Regions from separate parts of the Ovis aries genome. Here region 2 is linked to region 1. The links are chromatin contacts, called in public Hi-C maps. All regions are on one chromosome and are shown on one strand. The core of a region is the stretch at or near the end of the contact, and the rest is flanking DNA. Distances in the headings are between cores, read along the strand shown. Region 1 holds the start of HESX1 (HESX homeobox 1). Region 2 holds the start of ARHGEF3 (Rho guanine nucleotide exchange factor 3).

What was found. A called contact is a pair of places that touch in the nucleus more often than the background predicts.
Region 2: a Hi-C map of tail adipose tissue shows a contact between it and region 1, with 3 times the contacts expected there. The contact joins the promoter of ARHGEF3 here to the promoter of HESX1 in region 1. A contact is called at or near these places in 2 of 16 Hi-C or Micro-C datasets (hypothalamus and tail adipose tissue).

Annotation. Positions count from the first base shown.
Region 1 is chr19:43,972,915-43,978,007 of ARS-UI_Ramb_v3.0, reverse strand. It overlaps HESX1 (HESX homeobox 1), which reads right to left and starts at 2,645. Exons shown (of 6, transcript XM_042236046.1): 1 at 2,489-2,645. It overlaps APPL1 (adaptor protein, phosphotyrosine interacting with PH domain and leucine zipper 1), which reads left to right and starts at 2,767. Exons shown (of 22, transcript XM_027958257.3): 1 at 2,767-2,955. The coding sequence starts at 2,902.
Region 2 is chr19:44,102,055-44,107,147 of ARS-UI_Ramb_v3.0, reverse strand. It overlaps ARHGEF3 (Rho guanine nucleotide exchange factor 3), which reads right to left and starts at 2,281. Exons shown (of 13, transcript XM_042236047.1): 1 at 1,990-2,281.

The DNA.
Region 1 (5,093 bases), core at 1,396-3,895:
AGAATTTGAGATTGATGGAGTCTTTCAGGGGATATTTTTAAGAAGTAGGATTCCCAAGCTCTCTAGATGATTCTGGAAATGGTGTCCCTCTCACCACCCTCAGCTGGAACTAAAGACTCTTTCCTAAATGTTTACTTGACTCTTTAATAGTCTAAAACACACGGTGATTTGGGTAAGGGAAATGGTTATCTTCCATTCTAGAGAGAGATTTTCAACATGCGGTTTGAGGATGAGCTGCTTTGGACTCACCTGCAAGATTCCCAGCCCTACCTCTGACCAATGGCATCAGACTCTTCTGCTGGGCTGAAGATAGGATAATCTGTATTCTAACAACCTCCCCCAGATGACTTTTATGTGTGCGTAAGTTTGGTAACCACTAACCTAGGGGGATCATTTTAAAAAATAAAACACGAGTGTCATTTTGGTTATTGGATTCTTTCCTATAATACCACAGACCAGAACTTCAAGAAGTATCATGTAAAAACCTAATTATAAGAAGATCAAATATAATTTTAAGAGACTAATAATTAACAAATCTACTTACCAAACTGTACATCTTTTTATTGTAAATTATATGTGTGAAACGTCTCAGTGAATTCTTTGGCGGATGTCATTTAATCCTGCCTCGCCTTCCATAAAATTAACTAGCTGGCCAAAGTTTTTTTTTTTACTACCCACACGTGAGTCTCTAGGAACCCCTGAGGCATACTCTGAACAAGCCTCATTTCCTCTATAAAAGAAATCGAGTTTGGTCAACTGTACAGAACTTAGGCTAATTAAACTTATACTAGCTATCAAAGGAAACTGCAATCTTGCAACTTCAGGCGTGTTTTAAAATAGGAAATACAATTATTTTTCTGGATGAGCAGACTGAATAATAGCTTAAAGCTACAGAATCCAAGTAGAAAGCCTTTTAAGAGTCTTTCTAGTTTTATAATTTGACTGAACTGCCTCTCCACACAACTGAATAGTCAACTTGTTTTTGTTTGTTTTTTAATCAGTTGAACCCAGGAAGAATTCCTTGCTCCTCTCTGATAATATAATAGCCTCTTGAGAACCCTTTACAAAAATACAGTTTAGAAGCATGGAACATACAAAAAAGGAAACCATTTAACTTGATAATACCCCACCCAGGTAATTCAGATACCTAAGATAATTTTTCATTGGAATTATTTAGCTTGGCCAAAACGCCAAACTTCAGTTACACCGTATAATTACTCTTCTTTCTTACACTTTTTTTCCATTTGTCACTTACTCCTGATTCTCATCAATTGTCACTAACTTTCTTTTCCTTCACTTACAATCTAATCACAGTTCAACCAAGAATGTCACTTACTGTGAAAGTCTTCTTAATTCAGAGTCAGGTTGCATGCCACTGTGCTGATAGAGTAGACAAGAAATGTCCAAGGCCAGAGTTGTGCTGCTGAGATCTGTACCATGCCGATGCCAGGTACTTTCAAGCAGCTGGCAACCAGTAACACTGTAGGAACTGACTCCAAACTACCTTTCAGAAACTAAAGATCTCATATACAGAGTGACTCGCTGATAAACAATTTAAGGGGAGAGCCCTTACTCAAAGTTATTGAAAGCTATGAATAATCCCATGAAACTACATTGCAAGTCTACTTGGGAAAACTTTTTAAATTTGATTTTTCCTTTAAGAGATTCTGGGAAAATCTCGTATTTTAAAGTAACTTCCATTCCAGTTACTGTATTTGGATTTGTTCCACCGTACCTGGATTCATTCCAATTTATCTGTGGAACTGGGCAACTAATAGTCTTTATTCGGCATTTCTTATATTTCTTGAATGAAAATGGGATGGACTAGTGGGATTAATGGCTAGGTATTTACAAGACACTAGTAATTCTGCCATTTTCTCTGTATAAAGATTCTTCCATGAAGAATCTGGACACAAAGATGGACAAAAGAGGCAGGAGTTCTAATCCAGATCAAGTTCTAGAAGTACAGCTCACCTTATCTCTCTTATTAAAAAAAAGTTAGATGCTGAAGAAGCTATTTAAATATTCTTCCAAAACTTTAACAGAAATGCTAAAATCAGTTACTAACATAATAAATCAGTGTACCCTGACTTTAAAAAGATATTTTCACTTATGATTAATAAGAAATATGGAAGTCTGAATTGCGGCATGTCAGTCTCTCAAGGACAGCTAAGAACTGATGAATTGGCAGCAAAGTCGGGTTTTTCAATGCATATATTGATACCCAAGTGCTCAGAAAAAATTCTTTTCGAGTCTACTATCCACGAATTTACCAGAAAGCCAAGTTAACAACACAGCTAATCTCGCAGATATCTGAGTTAGCCAGCACCATTTTGCTGGAGAGGGGAGACTGGACACTGCGGGCAGTTGAGAAGGTTATAATCTTTGGAAACTAAAGGCGCCTGCAGAGAGGCCTCTTTCGTGGTCTCTGACGAAAAACGTTGAGGGAGAAGTAAAACAGCCCCAATTTCCCCAGAACGGTCCTCACTCGAAGCTCTGGTTCCAGGAGACGCACGCTTTGCTGAGGTAAGACGGTCCCCTACGATTTATAGCCAATCGCTCGCGAAGGGTAGGTGTCGAGGTGCGCAAAGAAGGCCGCCTCAGCCGCCTTCGCCTCCTCCAAGTCCCTGCATCTCAGCGGAGCCGGGAGCAGCGAAGGAACCTCCGGGCTAGCCCCGCTGCGCTGACGGGCGTCGTCGTGAGCCAATGAGCGGGCAGGGAGGCGGAGCAGGCAGGCCGGCGGGGCGGGATTTCCCGCGCCATCGCGCGGCCGCTCGGCGCCCGGCGAGGGCGGTGGAGCCAGCGAGAGAGGGCGGGTCGGGGTCAGCTGCTGCAGGCGGGCGGGTGCGGGGAGCTGTGGGCGGCCGCCTCGTCTCTTGCCGCCGCCCTCCGTTTGCCACGATGCCGGGGATCGACAAGCTGCCCATCGAGGAGACGCTGGAGGACAGCCCACAGGTTAGGCGGCGGGAGGCGAGGGAAGGAGCGGGGCTGGCAGATTCCAGGCCTGGCCCCGCCGCGGCCGCAGGTGCCCGCCCTGGCCCAGGTGGGCGCCGCCCCCCAGTATCCCTGCCGGTCGCGGGCGGCGCCCGGAGCTGCCGAGGCCGGGCCGCCCTCCCGAGGCCCGCGTGGGCCTGCGTCGCTGGGCCGAGAGCCGCGCTCGGGGTCTGGGAGTCGGCGGGCGGCGACCAAACCGCCGCCGCCGTGGCTGATGGGCCCGGCGGTCGCTACGCGCCCGGGGCTCCCTGGTATTTGACAAAAGATGCTTTTTAATTGCCGTGATGTGAGGTGATAAATCCAGATCCTGGAATTTTCTTTTCGAAAACCTCTTCGGAGGAAATGCAGGAGGAAAAACGACCCTGTAGACTTAATGATTTCTGATCAAGCTAGGGAAGGAAATGGACAATTTTGAGGGAAAAATACTGAAAGTCTGTTGATTAGCCCGCGCGGAAAGCCGTCGGCGAAGCCCGTCACGGATCCCGGAGCCTCCCGGCCGAGCGTCGTGACCCTGAGTGCAGCCGCTGTCACTCGGGCCGTGCATGCCGAGAGGTGGACGGCGCCTTTGCGGCTCCACGACTGCTGCGCCCGGGTTGCAGACTTGGCTCTAGTAAACTCATCAAAATAAAAGCCCCATGTTTTGTGCATTGGGGATGATGCTGGTGTGGTTGCTCTAGCTTAAGATAGTCTCTTCCTTAAGATAGGAAGACGTAACAGGGACTTATGTTTTCAGTGCTGAAGAATGAAATCAGCTATGTTAAAAAAAAAACATGCTAGTAGGGGCTGAAACTTGGGCTGAGAAACTTCATCCCTGGGCCTGTCTTCTTACACAATAAGGGATTCGAGACGAAGTTGCTCTTGGGCTACCACTTAGAATGAAGACAGTTTTCTGAAATGTTCATTTAGAACTACAGTTGCAGATATTTCCTGTGTCTTAATGGTTTAAATGACTCCAGAAGAACAGGAGGGAGAGGCTAGATCCCACTTTCCTGTATGACTTGTCTGCCATGGATATGGTGCTAGTTTTGACTGCCAGGTTGGAGTTGGGCTCTGATTGTAGAATTGATTGGGCTTTTTTTTACGCTGAAAGTTATCTTCACAGGCCCGATCCCTGCTGGTAATGTACTCTTATCAGCCTATACTGACACAAAGAGAGACCGACTTGGCTTATTTTGACTGCCAGAATAATAGCCAGTTCAAATATTTAATGACTTCCGTAGTATAAAGTTATAAGCTACATTTGTTTCAGATGTTTAGCAAAAATTTTGTGGGATGCATTGGTCAGGTACACTTTGTCGTTTTACTTTTTTATAAGACTCAACAGGCTGCCTTACCTTTCTTCTCTTCCCTGGCCTGGCTTTTATAGCTGCTCATAAAGACTGCCCAGAATGGGTTTCACAGTGCCCTTAGCCATGACTTATGAGGAGGGTATAATGTTAACTTATCTAATTTCTTGATTTTTTCACACAGTAAGTTTACAACTTGAGCATTAGGTTTTTGTATTTTTTTTCTGTTTTTTACAAGCATGTGCCATATTAGTATTAATTTTTAATGAAAGAGCCACATTGATAGTCTTTCAATTTCTAGAAGTAATAAATCTGAACTAGTTAATATTTATTTGGGAAAGTTAATTGGGACAACTGGGATTTAGAAAGGGAAAACACTGGGAAGCGATTCTAGGAGAAAACTTGTGGCAAGAATGAAAGCCCTGGATTTGGGATTTAGGATATAGTCTTTACTGCCAGTTGGTACCTTCTACTTTATGGCAAGTCACTTAACTCTCTAAATTTCAGCTGTTATAGATAGTGAAATTTTAGTCTTTGTACTTGATTATAAAAATAATAGTTGTTTGCTTCAGAAAAATTAAAGGTACAGAAAGCACAATTACCTGTCCAGCACTCGGGAGTAAACTCTGTTAATGCTTTGCTTTCTTTTTTGTGGGTTTTTTTCCTTTCTCTTACACCTTTTAATGTGATTGAGATTATATTGTGTATAATGATTTTTATTTGGCTCTAACTACACATGATAACTTAAGTATCTTCACACATTATCACATACTGAATAAACAACTCAAAGGTCGTGTGTTTCCTTGACTGGCT
Region 2 (5,093 bases), core at 1,032-3,531, 130 kb before region 1:
GGGGCTGCTCTGGACAAAGTTGTCAGGGGAAACTTTTCTACAGAGGAAACATCTGAGCTAAATGGCATGAAGTGCCAGACATGAGAAAAGGTGGTGAAAGCGTGTGTTCAGCAGAAGGAAAAGCATGTGCAAAAGAGAAGCCTGAGGAGTCTCCTGACAAGTTGAGTTCAGATAGTCATCAACTGCACCCTATCCTAAAGGCCCCACCACAGGCCCTAAACACACATCTCCCACCCCCGCCTGCCTTCTTTCCCCACTGACTTTATCAGATTTTCTCAAGTCAAGGCAGAGCTGATTTGACTCTGAACTTTCCACTGGTAGGTGTGCTCTGAGCAAGGGCACAAAGGAACATGTGCGCACCCCTACCTACAGGGACAGAGGAAATGCTGACATCTTGGCTCCATTAAAAAGTGGGCCTGTCTTATATAGGGGACCATAACTCCCATCTTCCCACCTGGTGTTCAGGGCCCACATTTGGGGGATGCGGGCCTTTTGTAGAATACAATGTAAAGAGAACCCTCTGAAAAAATACACACCTGTGCTCCAAGCACCTCAGGTGTATTTCAGAAGGTTCTTAGAGCCCCAGGTTAAGAATGTCTGTCTGGTTACCACTGCCAAAAGAAAAAACTAAACTGGTTCAGCCCAGGAGCGCCCCACTGATGGAATGGACAAGCTTAGAGGTGAGTAAAAGAAAGAGAGGGGGCAAGATCAGGCCCTCAGACCCATAAAGAGACTCCCACACTACCTCTTCTAGCTCTGATAGATGTCAGCCTGTCAGAGGGACCAAGGCCTGAAGGGGTCCTAATGAAACCTTACCCACTACACTCCAGTGAGGGAAACATCCCACAACACCCCAGAGCCTCCAGAGAAGGTCCAAGACCACATTTTCCAGGATTGTCCTTGACAAAGGTCATCTCTAATTTCACATTCTGAGATAACATTTCACACAAGGCTGCTTAAGCATAGAAAGTGTTAATGCAAAGCCCAAGTGTTTCAAGGTGGAAGGGGACACCACGGCTACTGTGTAAATAATTCAGGTCTTTATCAGGAAACAGGGAAGTGCGCAGAGCTTGCTCACCTAGCTCACAGTGAAGTTAGTTAGGGATGGGGGTGCTCTGTTAATATCAGTCAAAATAGTAACAAGAAGGACAGTTAACCGAGGGAGAACTTAGCCTGTACCAGGCACTACAATAAAAAATTTAATCTCACACAACCTTTTAGGGTTTGTACTGTTATCATTTCCACTCTACAGATGAGGACACTGAGGCATGAGCAGGTGAAGTAACTTGCAGCTGACACCCAGACCCAGCAAAACTCTTCCGCACCCAGGGTAGAAGGTGCTAACACCTGGGCAGTGCATGAACTGCTTAAAAATAATTTTCTGCTACTTCACCCAAGACAACCACCATTTGGCAGTTGTCGCATCCTTGCCCAGTGCTGGAGGCAAGCCTGGTTTAGGCATTAAACGGAGTGAGAGCCCTCGAGGAACAAGCCACTCAGTTTCATCAACGTATAAACCTTTGATGAGGCCGCTGATAAGGCAAGCGCGGTTCTTCCTCGTGGCAGAGCCCACGGGAACTCGACTCAGTAGAAACTCCCATACTCGGAAGACGCCTGCCCCTCTCTGGCTACGAGAAGTTCGCCTTAACCCCATGGTGTCCGCCTCCCCCTGCTCCTCCCTGGATCCTCGAGCCGCTTAGTTTAAGCAGCAACGAGCACGCGGGCCCGAGTGGGACCGAAACCGCAGCCACCGCCCCGCGCGCCCAAAGCCGGGTTCCCCGCCGCGAAGTGACTGGTAGTCCCGCGAGTTCCGACAAACAGCGCCCAACGGGAAGACACGCCGAGGGAAAGGGGCTGCACCCCAAGACAGGTGGATCTCCCTCCCCGGAAGTGGGTCCGGGAACTTTTAGCCCAAGAGCTACCAGGGGATCGGAGTCAGGGTCTCCCGCGGAGCGGCGGCCGGTCGGGGCTGGTGGTGGCACTGCCTACCTGTGCCGTCCAGGGTTCCCCTGAGCGTTCAGGGAGCGCGGAGCCAGGAGCGCACACTCTGCCGCGGGCACCGGGATGGAACGAGGGCGGCTTGGAGGTGGGGTCTAGCTCCGGCTTGGTGGGTGAAGGTGGAGAGGAACCAGCCCGGGAAAGCCTCCCGCCCCAGGGTGTCTAGCAGGGTCTCCAGCCGGGGAAGGTCTAGCCGGGTAGCGAGGCTTCAGGCCAGCCGCCCACACTTACCTCCGCTCCCAGCACCGGCTCGACCCGCGGGGCTGCGGCGCGAACCGCCGCTAAGACTCTGGCAGCGGCGGCTACGGGGGCGGCTCCCCGGGGCGGGGCGGGGCCGGGCCGGGGGCGGAGAGGCCGGGCCGGCCACGTGGGCGGGAGGCGGGCCGGGGACCCCAGCAGGCGCCAGGCCGGGTGGCGGGGAGCTCGGACTCAGTTACACTTGGCCGCTGCTCAGCACTTCCCATTCCGCACCCTGTTGGGGTCCCAGGGAAGGCTGGGGAAGGAGAAGGGGAGACCTGGCCCCCGGGGCATGCCCAGCACCTATTTGGGAGATAATTTACTGGGTCCGGGAAAGGGTGCGCAGCCTGCCGAATCCCGTTCCCCCGAGGACAGCTCGGGGGATCTGTGTCCCAACGGGATACTGTGGCGACTCCCGAGCCATGGGCAGCACGAGCTGCCCGGGCGGGCGAGGGCCCGGGTCAGGCGCTTGGAGCCCCAGCCTCGCCTACCAGGCTGACCTTGGGCGTGTCTGGTCCTGCCCGAGCCTCACTTTCCCCGACTGTGGGAGTAAGAATAAGGACGAATCCCCGCGCGCCCAGCAGGTTCTCAGGAAATACGTTTGTGGGCGGATGCTGAACTTGAAAGAGCAGCAGCCAGCAGTGTGGCCTGAGTCTTTCGTGCCGAAATAGACATGAGAATCTACATACTAAAAGCATTTTCTGTACTCATTCATCCATTCAACAGATTAAATTCTTCCAGTCCTCAGGACCCCATAAAGTCAGGAATAAAAAAAAGTCCCTACGCACTAGTTATGAGCTCTTAGGAAAGCACAAACCATGATAAAAAAGAAAAAGTTCATCAGCTGCTTTCATGTGCCTGGCGAGGGCTTCAGGTGCTTGATCTACTTGCCTTGTGAGGTGTAGGGCTTGAGTGGGCCGTCTCAGGAGCTGAAGCTTAGGAAGGTGAAGCCAGCCCCAGGTCAGAGGAGAAAGCACCAGTTCCAGGGCTAAGTTTCTCTGCAGCCATACCTCCAGTAAACGGAGGATCAGGCTCTGAGTGGACCTCCTCACTCTCTCCATGGGGCGAGCTCTAATCCCCACCCCCTCATTTCACCTCACAACGGGGAGGGGGATGTTGAGGCCTTCCCAGGAGGGACCTGCCCTGGCAGCAGCCACTGGGATGTAGATCTCCCAGCCCAGGCACCAACCCCCCACACACCTGTCGCCACCATTCAGACCTTCATCTGGCACAGCTGAGACTTCCTTTATTGCAAACTCCTGTCTCTTCTTTGCAGGCACTCAGCCTCCTAGGGCTGTGTGACCTCTTCCTAGCCCACAGCCCACCTTCTGGGCCAGACACTGACCAATGTTGAGCAAAGGAACTTTCATTCCAACTACAATTCCACTTCATTCCACCACACCTTGATCCCAAACCCAGTGCCTCACAACCCATCCCTTTCCTGTGTAAGGATCACACACCCTGTCCAGGACTCCATTTCCAAGGCCAAAACCTATATCCAGATCCCCAGTCCTCAACCTTTTCTTCCAAACCTCTTTTGTTCCTCTCCCTCCTCCGCAGGGTGGAAGAGCACTTACTACAGCCAGCAATGTTTTTTAGGTAATAATAAAGGGGTTCCACTCCCTCAGCAACCCAGAGCTCAGCAGGCACTGCGGCCCCACAAGTCAACACCTGGTGCTCTACTCAGGCGGCGCTGTCCCACATAAAATTTCTATTTCCATTAGATTCCATTTAATGATTGGAGCGTCTGCTACATGCCCCAGACCATGCCAGACTCTGAACCTCAGCAGTGACTTTGTCACAAGACAGAAGGACATAGTCCCTGACCCCATGGAGCTCACAGCTAATGTGGGAACAGTCAGAGCCATCACTGGGCAGGTTAGGGAGCAGGATGTGGTGAGAGACACACAGGGGAAGTGCTGGCACAGATTCAAGCATGGGAAGGCTTCCTGTGCGACGTGGGGCGACAGGACTGGGGAGGACAGACGTGGAAGCCCAGAGGTGGGAGAACACAGGGCACACTTGTGGAAGCCCATGGAAAGGGGCCCAGATGGCCAAGGTGACACACTAGACCTTGACCATGGCAAGGTCTGGGCAGAGGTGATGCAACTCCACGGCTGCTGAGTGAGGAGTGGATGCAGCGGGTGAAAGTCTCGTGGACACAGCTAAGGTGATGTGCATGCGGGCTATTACTGGGGATGCACTCCTCAATTTCCTTTGTTTTTCAATTCCGGGCGTCCAGAGATCAGAACAGATCTCCAGGAATATGTAGGCCAGAAACAAATCTATGTAAACCCGCAAGGATTTATATGCAGTGCCCCATCTCCTCCCACCTACTCATGCTTTGGCCCTGCTAGGGGGAGGGTAAGGAGGACTTGGCTCCTGGACTCAGATTAGGAAACTGTTGGGGAAGAGGTGATACACCCAAAGGGAGTCCTGTCGGTGGGGAATGTGGAGAGAAGCAGCAGGAAATGTGGGTCACTATCCGTGGAGTTTGAAAACTAATGGAGTAGCCAGAATACACTGACGATCAGCCACCTTTTCTCTTTGAAACAGTCAGTTCATGAGGGGTCATTCTCGAATTCAGTTCCATCTCCCCTAACTTTGCAAGACAAGGTAGAACAGGACCAAGGCTGTCACCTAAGTCATCAGTTGGGAAAGCTGGGGTGTCTACTGCAGGTCTCCACACGAAAGAGTGAGTGAAGAGCTTAACTGGTGCCAGGTAGGGAAGCAGGGGTGAGGGGCTGGGATGAGGCACCAGGGAGCACAGTTGGAAAAAGCCATCTCTTGAGAAGGCAAAGGGCAAGGGCGAGATGGAGACTACCAACCCAGCCACTGAGTGCCCACCAGGTACCTTT